Regions from separate parts of the Anas platyrhynchos genome. Here region 1 is linked to region 2. A link is a contact called in public Hi-C data. All regions are on one chromosome and are shown on one strand. Each heading gives the region's core, a stretch centred on a gene start, on an enhancer-like site or on the middle of the called end of the contact. The rest is flanking DNA. Distances are from core to core; before and after follow the strand shown.

What was found. A called contact is a pair of places that touch in the nucleus more often than the background predicts.
Region 1: a contact with region 2 is called in a Hi-C map of subcutaneous adipose tissue, with 2.9 times the contacts expected there. The contact joins the promoter of RRBP1 here to the enhancer-like site in region 2. A contact is called at or near these places in 5 of 8 Hi-C or Micro-C datasets (F1 follicle, F5 follicle, skeletal muscle and 2 more).

Annotation. Positions count from the first base shown.
Region 1 is chr3:15,916,744-15,921,614 of IASCAAS_PekinDuck_T2T, reverse strand. It overlaps RRBP1 (ribosome binding protein 1), which reads left to right and starts at 2,663. Exons shown (of 24, transcript XM_072035404.1): 1 at 2,663-2,897. It overlaps SNX5 (sorting nexin 5), which reads left to right. Exons shown (of 13, transcript XM_027453556.3): 13 at 406-963. The coding sequence ends at 453.
Region 2 is chr3:15,862,897-15,868,222 of IASCAAS_PekinDuck_T2T, reverse strand. It overlaps RRBP1 (ribosome binding protein 1), which reads left to right. Exons shown (of 24, transcript XM_072035404.1): 20 at 200-292; 21 at 1,062-1,145; 22 at 1,390-1,488; 23 at 1,703-1,846; 24 at 2,106-2,680. The coding sequence ends at 2,144. Among named protein-coding and RNA genes, the nearest start is that of DSTN, 11 kb to the right of the region's middle. Within about 2 kb of position 1,317, at least 3 of the 8 cell types and tissues checked have an H3K27ac peak or open chromatin away from gene starts, as enhancers often do. A contact at or near this core is called in F1 follicle and subcutaneous adipose tissue, where this site is marked.

The DNA of each region.
Region 1 (4,871 bases), core at 1,414-3,913, 52 kb before region 2:
TGGGAAGCCTCAGGAAGAGGTAACCCCAGCCTCTCTGAGCAAGGAGAACTTAACTTTCTACTTCCTGATTGCCCTGAACTTCACCACAGGTAGCTATTTCAGTGCTGTGCTTGAATGTGACACAGGAAAGGCTCAGTTTGGCCCACTGAAGTTTACTGCTTTCCTAGTCTCCTGCTCCTCTCTTCCCACGAAGTCACAGTTGCAGGCCTGCAGGGAGGGGCAGATAGCAGACTGATCTGTTTGACACATTGCCTGAGTACTTGTTCCTGCAATGTAATCTCTTAGCACTGTGACAATCTACAAAATCCTGGGATGGACCTACTATTTTGAAAGCTCCTTCATTGTGGAAGGCAGGATTTAAACAATCAGTCATACTCATCTGAAACTAATTCTCTTCCTTTCCAGAACAATGTGTCTCTCCTGCAAAGCTGTATTGACTTGTTCAAGAACTAAGGCGCCTTACTCTGAAAATGTGAAGAAAAAGCATCAGTTGCACTCAATGGCCAAGGGGAACTTATTGGCTTAATTTCATTAGCTTAAAATAAATATTGTCACTGAGATTATGACTAATACCTAAATATATTGATAGTGATGCATTGAGTTGGTATAAATGAGAGCTGAAATGCGTATGAATTGTCTGGATGTAGCTAACATCCTGTTGGCTGATAACTCAAAATGAGTCAAATGTAAGAAATCAATTTGATGTTGACTGACTCTTTACCAGAAAATGTTTTCTGAGAAGAACTTTTTGTTTCAGCATCATAAAGTGATCTGTCATCATAGCCCTGATATATTTGAAACTTGCAAGTGGGAATGGCTTGTGTAGTAATTTTATAAAGTAAATATCTTAACATTCCACTTCCCAGACAGATTTCTACTACAGTATATTTTGAATTTCTATAAACACATTCAGTATTTGTACACTTGGATGATACAGCAAATAAAGATGTCTGATAAAAACAAGCTGTTGTGCTGTGGCAGGACTGTCACTTTACATCCCACACAAACGGGCTTCAAGTGCAGAATTACCAATTACCCCATTACTCATCACCTGGAGCTCTTCACTGAGAGCACTAGAGATTATATACAGTTGACTTGGTAGGATTGCTTTCAGAAGGAGTGTTGACATGATATGTGGGGACTTCAGGTCACGCTGCTGTCTGAGTAGCTCTCAGACTTCTAATTCCTCTATGCTATATGCCAAGAAAACTAAGCCTTTCTAGAACAGAACAGTGTCTACATGGCTTGGATTCCTTCAGGCTATGTTAAAGCAGTTCATGCTTATCCATCTTGATACCTCCTGTTGGCAAGGGCTGTTCTTGCAGTTTTGAAGTCTATGTAAGCTCACCCTCGTTTTGCATGGCTGGCCATGCTAAGCTTACATGGCCATAGTTTAGGCAGCTTGGCCTATAAATTCCAAGGTCACTTTGCTACATTTTGGCTGTCATATGGCATATATGGAGATGGGTCAGCAAGCTCTACCCTTCCTGAGGCGGCTTTCTGTGGAGCAAACAGAGTATCTGAGCATTTTATTACTAATGTCTAAAATTTCTTACATCTGACCTTCCCCTTATGCACGAAGTAGGCTGTGTAGCTACACCCTGAGCAGGCTGCCTGAAGCAGCTTCAGTAAGAGAAGCTCTGAGAAGGGGCTGCTCAGCAGCAGTATCTATAAAAATTGATCAGTAGTTTACTTTTCCATAACCTATTTCTTTAATTGAACCCCTATGGAAACTGTGCAGCTCTTGGTAGCCACAACATCCTGCAGTGGTCTAGATGAGAAATACCTGAACTCTGTCACCTTTTAACTTCATTTGGCAGGAACAGTTTCAGCTTATGGTTGATGAGATTTCTGGCATTCGTGTTCAACCCCTACCCAAATAGCTCACTTACAGCAGCAGTTACAAAAGCATGCTGCTTGTGGACATCTGGCCCTTTATAGGTAGGGTTGGTAGGTACCATTGCACAGGCACTACACTGCATATGACAAGGATAAACCACTTGTCCTGGTTAATTATTCCTCCCAAGCTGGACAGTTCATGCTGGCAAAGCTTTAACTTTTTCTAAAACTGTACACAGCCTTTTGCACTCACTTTGGCTGCTTCAGTCAGAGAGCAGGCTGGAGATGCTGGGCTTTGTTGGTATGCCAGCTGTGCCACAATGAACTTCTGCTCTGCTGTGGCTCACAGAAGCTGTGGTTGCTTCTTTCCCTTCTATAACTATTTCACATGCTATAGGAGAAGTAGTATCTCCTTGCTTGTCGTGCTTGGCAGTAACATGCTGTTTATATGGTGGATCTTCCTGAAACTAGCTGCAGTAGTTGGGTCATCTTTGTAAATTGAAGTCAGTAGCAAGGAGCGTATGGATTGTATCAGTATTTATGCTGAATCTGAGGAATATACAACACTGATGTTGTAGTTAGTTAAATCACAGTAACCCCAGGAATCCAGCTATGCAGTAGCCTTTGTCAATATCGCTGTTGCTTTAAAGGCAGCTGCTTTGTGTTAGCTGTGCCAGTAGAGTGCATCACAATCAGCTTCAGCGTCTGAAGCAAGTTGACTAGGAAAATACTGCTCACAGCACGGATCATGTTCCTGGAGGCCAGTGGGTGGCAGCCTGGGACAGCTGCTGGTAGCCACTAGCACCACGTTTGCTTTCAGTCTGAGCTGTGGTGAAATACTGGAAAGATGCTGCGTACCCTGGTTCCTTACCTGACAGCTAGACTGATGTTGGTATTTAGGAAGTTGTCTGCATGTGTGAACAGTCGTGACTGCTGACTGTACTCTTACCCATCGCAGCTGTGAAGCAGTTTACGTTTACAGCCTCGTCACTGCTCTTGGAGTTGTGCTTCTTCACCAAAGCCCATCTGCAAGCTTCAGCATTGTCATGGTTATTGTGGTACGTGGCTTTTCGTGTAAAGTCAGAGGGAATGCTAACGTTTGATGAAGTTTACTCAGGCTTGTTAAACATCCAGCTCTGATTTTGACAGAGGCAGTCACTGGTATTACCTACCACTGGAGGTAGGAGATAGCACAGAGAAACTGCCCTCTGAGGGAGGGTGCTTCTGCTGGCGTGCAGCTTCTGGGCTACACGGGGTGTTGTAGGATACAGTGCTCCCTTCCACGCATGGTAAGTTTGGAGTCTGGCTTTTCCTTTTTTTTTTTTTTTTTAACCCAGAAGATATCTGGATGCAGAAGGCCATGGTCTTGGTACGGTGAGTTCGCAGCGGGTGAGACATTAAAATGAGAGTGTTTGGGGGATGGGTGAAAGAGGTGTCAATTGTGCCCAGGGTGTAGGCAGCATCTGGGCACTGGAAAACTGCAGGTGGGAACCAGCCTGGTCAAGTGTGATAAGCTGATAAATGTGTCCTGTTGCAGGAGATTGCTATTTCAAGCAGTGCAAGAAATGAGGAATTCAATAAAACAGCACTCTGTAGCCACAGAAAGGGTACGATTAAGGGTCAAGTGTGCTAAGAAAATGAGCTGTTTTAGTATGATTTATGCAAGTACTAATGATTCTAGGGAGACACATCACATGCTAAGGGTGGTGAACCACAAAGAGAACAGTTCCCGTGCCTTTGGGATACAGAAAGCCCAGAGAAGCTGTGCGCATGGATTGTCTGTGCTAAGTTATTGCCCGTTTTGTGATGCTCTCAGTGGTCCTGCAGCTGTGACTAGCTTCACGAGCCTGAGAAACTGTGAAACACCCTGGTCCTGGCTGGAGGGAGAAATTCAGCTGCAGTCTGAGTTGTCTTGGGACGATTACTGATGTTTTAATTAGGTTTATCACCACTAGTGGTTGTTTTTTTTTTTTTTTAAATATGCTCCTGATTTTTTTCAGTCTCTCTCCTCTCTGCTCTATTCTGTTTCTTCTTGATTCCATGCACTTCAGGGGTGCTCTGCTCTGATCTGAGGCCCTGTCCTCCAGCAGCTTTGTAGCTTTGTGCTACGCTTCTGATAGCAGCAAATGTGAATTTCTCTACATGTGGAGCTGGGAAGATTCTCCTGGTAGGTATTAATAGCCTCTGGCACCTGCAGCCTCTCTTAAAAGATGGGGAGGAACAGCTTGCTTGCTTGTGCTGTGAAGCAGAGAGCTCTGCAGAGGTCCCATTCTGGAGCGTAGCTTTCAGTGCTCTCCTGCTATCCCAGCACTTGCTGCTGCATCTGAGCGAGCAGCTCGGAGTTATTTCAGCTCGTGCGCTTGAGAAACACCTGCGTCACCACTTGGTTACAGTGGAATAGCTGAACTGGCTTTGAAACGTGTCCATTTGCAGCTCACTAGTCACCGGGGAATGAACACCAGCTCTGGTGATCCGTTTTAATCCCTCAGGTCATTGCCTGGTCCTGGCATTAGACCTGCAGCCCCCTGCTTTCTGGAAACGTGCTTTATCTGCTATCAAACACCGCCCAGTGGCTGAGCTCTGGCGTGGGCTCAGCCTTGCTTTCTGTTTACTTTTTATATTACGAAGCTGATGAGAAGGCCCAGCTGAGATCAGAGTCCATCTCAGCTGGGTTTTCGTGCTTGCGTGCTAAAAATAACCCCTGCTGGGACAGCCTTATAATTTGAACAGACCAGCCAGAACAGGACCCCTTTTGCAGGGGAGGGGATTCACGTAGAGCATGGAAAAGGTGACTGGCCTGTCATCCCACAGGGTACGTGCAGCACAGGCAGACATTTAACTTGGATCTAAAATCCCGGTCCGGGGGCTCCCGCTGCCTCGATCTGCTGCTGCTGGAAGCGGCCAAAGGAGTTTGTGATTTCAGCCTGGCTGTCCCTTGGCCGCGCTTTACTGCTCTTCTGGGGAAACGTGGTGGCTGCTGGTGTGGCTGCTCCGTGTCCAGCCCAAACGCAGTGAAATGTGTCAGCTTAAGT
Region 2 (5,326 bases), core at 68-2,567:
TTTATTTTTTAAAGTCCTGGGTGGTATCCCTGGTTTGCAGGGGTGCTCAGAGCACAGTGAGCTGGGAGTTCAGTTTCTTCTGGCCATTTCTCCCTGTGTGCTGGCACAAAGGCTGCCCAAACTGCTCCATAGCTCCTTGTGTAGGGCCGTGCTGGGGGGCGTGTAACCGAGCCAGCCTCGCTGCTCCTCCTCCTTGCAGGTCAGGCAGCAGCTGGGTGAGATGAAGAGCCATGTGCAGGATGGAGGAGTCGTGGGGTCACGAGCCGAGCCGAGCGATCCCGAGCCCTTCGAGGTTAGGGGGGGTGAGGCCGTGGCTCGCAGTCCCGCGCCCCGTCCCGCATGGCCAACTGCACGAGGCTTTGCTCTCCTGGCCTGTGCCAGGCTCGTGGAGCCCCTCCAAACACACATCCCGCTCCTTCACCTGTTCCCTCGGGAGCCCTCTGTGCCAGCAGCAGGCTGGGGATGTTTTTGGGGAGGCAGGCAGGGAGCGCTGCCTCCAGCTGGGGTTGCTACACGGCCTCGAGCCTGCTCGGGGGCTGGGATTAGGATTACGGAGCTCACGCAGGGGCAGAGGCCCTGCAAATCTCGCCGGAGCCGGGCTGAAGGCATTAGCAGCGGCTGCTCCCCGCAGGCTAACACCTCTTGGCGGTGGCAGCTGCCGCCCCAAGCTGGGCTCTGCCTCTCTCTCCTTTAATCCTGTTAACCGTGGAGCCTTCTCCTGGGCGCTGCTCGTCTGCCGCAGCACGGGGACCTGCCAGATACGCCCAACACTCTGTTGTGCCTCTTGTCCAAATCCCAGCTTGTGCTGCCCAAAAATTCAAGCACCATTTGGCAGTGCAAAACCAACCCCGGGCTCACCATCAGCATCCTCCCGGCTTTGTACAGAGGCCAATGATGGTACCCGTTGCCCCTCAGTGCCTTGGACAAAGCTCCAGGTTTTGTTTCTTCTGTGTAGCCCAGCTTCCCTGGTACTGGAAGAAGCTCCTCGTCTAGGCCTTTGTTTTTTTAAATTATTATTATTTTTATTTTCTCTTCTGGACACTTTCCCCTTCTCCATGCAGTTGAAAACGCAGCTGGAGCAGAACGAAGCGCTGGTGGAGAAGGAGCAAGCGCTGAGGCAGAAGCTGGTGCAGGAGCTGGAGGAGGTGGGTGCCGGGGGCAAGCGGGGAGCGAGGGTTTGCCCCTGTAGAGGACCTTGGGGCTGCGAAAAAGCACCTCTGGAGAGCGGCCAAAAAACGCTGGGGCAGTGCAGCCAGCTGCCTGACGGTGGCTCTGTAACCCACCAACAGCAGAGGGACAGCCACAGGCCCTGCTGCATGGGGCAGGGAGCAGGAGGAGCCCGCTGGCACCGGCTGGTGCGTTGTTAAAGGTTGTGCGTCCCCCTTGCAGGCACAGAGCTCGGCACGCAGCTTGCAGGCGGAGCTGGAGAAGCTGAGAGTGGCTGAAAACGCAGCGGCGTCAGGCACGGAGGAGGCCCAGCATCTCAAGGTGATCTGGCTGCTGCCTCGGCTCAGCACCAGGCACAAAAAAGCCTTTGCCCAGCAGGACTGTGGTTGTGATTTGTGGTTCCTGGGGATGGTGGGGCAGGGTAGATGGTTCCCAAGGAAGGTGCAGATGTGTTTTGGAGGGAGGGGGTCCCCTGCGAGCAGCCTGGACTGCAGGGGGAGGCTCAGGCAGATGGCTTCTTTTTACTCCCGTGTAGGAAAGACTTGAAAAAGAAAAAAAACTAACAAAGGACTTGGGCCAAGCAGCAACCAAACTCCAGGAGCTACTGAAGGTCACCCAGGACCAACTGGCCAAAGAGAGAGAAACGGTGAAGAAGTTGAAAGAACAGCTTCATGAAACGGTACTTGCTGGCAGCACCAGCCTCAACCAGGCCTTCCCTTGATACAGGCGGGGAAATGGGGTGGTTTAAAATGGGAGCAGTGGGGCACCCACGGCCACAACCCACCCGGCTGGCTTCTGGCAGCCCCTGGGACTGCGTTGGATGGTGGTCATGATCCTTCCCTGCCCAGGAGGGAAGATGTGGCCAGGCTGCGAAATGCTTTGCTGCTTAACCTCGAGAGCCCACCGAGTAACTGAGCTCTCTTGTGTTTCTTCTGCAGGGGGAAGAGGACAGTTCAAAGGAAGGGACTTCGGTTTGATGAGTCTGTGACTTAGAACTTAACCCTTCAACTTACCAAAATGCCTTACACATTCCTAAAAATAAAAAGTATATGCTGAATTTACTGTAGATAAAATACAAGCCATTAGTGACCCGAAACCTAGTTTTGAAACTTTAAGAAAAAAAAAAAAAGGAAAAAAAAAAAAAAGAAACCACCACCAACCAGTAAACACTGCAGGTGTATGTCTGTAGGAAAACCTTCATACTGTTTTGTACAACCCTTCGTTCCCGTGGGTGCTGCTCCCGACACGTTGGGGCAGGTGCCGGGGCTCGACCCTGCTGGAGCGGCAGAACTCGCGAATGTGTGAAAAGGGAAGACTGTGTTTGTACATCAACCGGTGCAATTATTATTTTATATATATAAATATATATATATTATTTTTTTTTTTGGAGTGAGAGAAGTGTGAAAGTAAGACCCACCAGTGGAAGGAAGCCTCTCTCTGACGGGTGGCTCTCGGCGCGTATCCTTTGTGTATTTTCTGAGTGTCGATGCAATTAAAATGACGTCGTAGCGAAGAGCCTGTGCTTTATTTTTCTGGTCACTTTTCGAAGTTGCTGTGCCAGGAATGTCTTGGGGACGACTGAAGTATGAAGAATGCACCCTGCTTTGCCCAGTGGTGGCTGCTTTGTTCTGTTGCTGTGCTGCAGCTGCTGGCCCCTGCTTTTCTTCCAGTGCAAGCGAAGGAGGCGCAGAGCTGCAGCCATGGTGCCCCAGCTGTGATTAAAGTGGTTGGGGTCCCACAACCTTTGGGGCCTTGTCTGAGGCCCTAAAGCTGCGGGGTGCCCCTTCCACCTCCCCAGGGTGGCGCAACGCTGCCTCTTCCTGCAGGAAAACCACAAAGCTGCCTTCCCCCAAGGGGGGCAGCTCAGGAGCAGAGCCGCTGCTGGCCCTGCACCTCCTGCTCCCACACGGAATTGGGGGCTGAGCGCTGCCCAGCCCGGTTCTGGGGTGTTGGAGGGGGGATTTTTGGGGTGGGGCAATGGCTTTGGGGGTGATGGGGCTCAGGCACATGGCTGGAGGGGAGCTGGTGGCTGCCTCCTGCTGCAGGGTGGTGGCCTCAGCCCCTTGGGTGGCTGCCACCCCCCCAAAAAAAAAAAAAAAATATTAAAACCACAAAAGCAAACCCACCCTACCAAGAAACCCAGAAGCTGGAAGGAGCTGCTGAGGGGCTGGGGGTGGTCAGAGAGCAGGTGGGGGGCTGGGCCCCAAAGCAGTGAGCGCGATGTGATGAAACCCTTCGGTTTGCTCAGTTCTTGCTTTTGCAACAGCCGCTTCCTTCACGGGGCTTGCTTGTGCAAAGCAGAGCACGCTCACGAGAGCAGGAACTGCGCCCCCAAACACAGCCAAAACCAGGGGATGGGACGGTGATGCAGGCACTGCAGGGCTGGGTGGGCACCGCTGGGGCTCCAAAAACCACGTGAAAGGAGATTCGGGCTCCTTAGCACAAGGGACACGTTGCTGTTCCTTCAGGCCAGCACCGAGGAAGCTATTTTTGGACAGCAGAGAGGGGCTGGTCATGTTTGGTAAAGCTGATGGTGGAAAAGTGTCTCTGGGGCCAGATGTTTAGCCCCGTTTCAGCTCCTGGAGTGGCACCGCGGGGTTTTTTTGTCGCATTTTGTGCTGATCTTTTAAAGACCAGCGGCTCTGCTGGGTGCCCCAGGGCTGCTGCTTCCCCTTGTGGTGCAGGAGGGCTCTTGCATGCAGCCAGCAGCTTCCACCTCTCCTGGCAGGACCCCGCAGGCTCAAGGCACTGATTTTGGTTGTCTCCTGGCCGGGAGCTCCCTTCCCAGGCCCCACTCCCACCCCGTCACTCCCAGTTTCTTATCTGAGCCCGGACTTTGGACAGACAGCAGCGCTGCAGCCACCGAGGTGAGGACAAGCGCTTTATGGGGACGATGACCCACCTGGGCGAGGTCTGAGGCAGGGACTGGGAGCACCCACGGGTCCCAGCCCAGCGTCCTCACAGCCAGAAAGCTTCGCTGCGGGTGATCACGTCAGCAACCTGTGCTCCCACCCCTGGGTGCTAAGGCAGAGCACACAGACAGCGCCTGCCTCTAGGTTAAGGGAGCAAACAGCACAGGGTGGTGCACGAGGCCAAGGAGGGCACCAAGACTGCGGAGAAACCAAAGTGCTTTCTCCCCACCGACCCAGGTGGAAAAAAACCCCGTGGATTCAGGATTCAGGCTGTTTGAGTTTGGCACGCACAGAACACAGCACAGTAACGCACTGGAGGCTAAGGGTTTGTTTTTTTTTCTTTTTTTTTTTTTTCTTCTCTACAGACATACAGGAAAACTCTATGCAACTCCCATGTACACATTACACAAAGGAAACAGCTTTAATCAACCACTGGTGAAACATGGAAGCTTTTCAGATCTCTGTAGCTGGCACAGGAATGTTCTCTACCCCCCTCCCCCCCCATACAAAAGGCATTTCAGGTCAAACTTTCTAGTAGGTGATATTTCCATGCATTTCTACAGAATTAAAGAAGCTAACAGACAAAAAGCCCAGATCGAGCCGTATTAGTCAGGCTGATTGGTTCTACTAAGTTAAATCAAGAGTAATTATGGACAAATGGACCAAGTGACCAAAGACTGGGGCTGAGAACACCACTTCTCATCTCGGAATATTTTTCAAGTGGCTCCTTCTCGTCGTACTACCCATAGCTGGAGAGCTCTGATAGAAGAATCTGCACTTGGAAAAGCCTTAGAAGCATCTGATCCGCTACAAGTGTGTGTTAGTGAAACTAAGGTAGTTCTAAATCAACCTATGTCGAAAGGAAAGCAGATTTAATAGAATTGTTCAGGCTTGGAGGAGGCCTCAAGACACTTCATAACAAGGAAATCGAACCGGTAGAACAAGTGAACCTTTAAATATCACTGCACAGTGAGTTCACGAGAGAGTGATTCGGACTCTTTCTCCAGAAAAGTGTGTCTATTTTATCTCTATTTTAACTTCATAATTAACCTTAATTAGCATGGCCCTGCAGCCGCAAGCACTCTAGAGTTTAACCCTGTTCTGGTGCTAGCAGGTTGCTTCAGCCTACCCTTAACTACAGGTTTGCAGCTTTTCAGTTTCGCATTACACGGTTACAGGGGAAAGTTTTGAGTTTGGCAATTTGGCCAGTAGCCTCGAAAAGACTACCTGAATTTACCTTAATTACA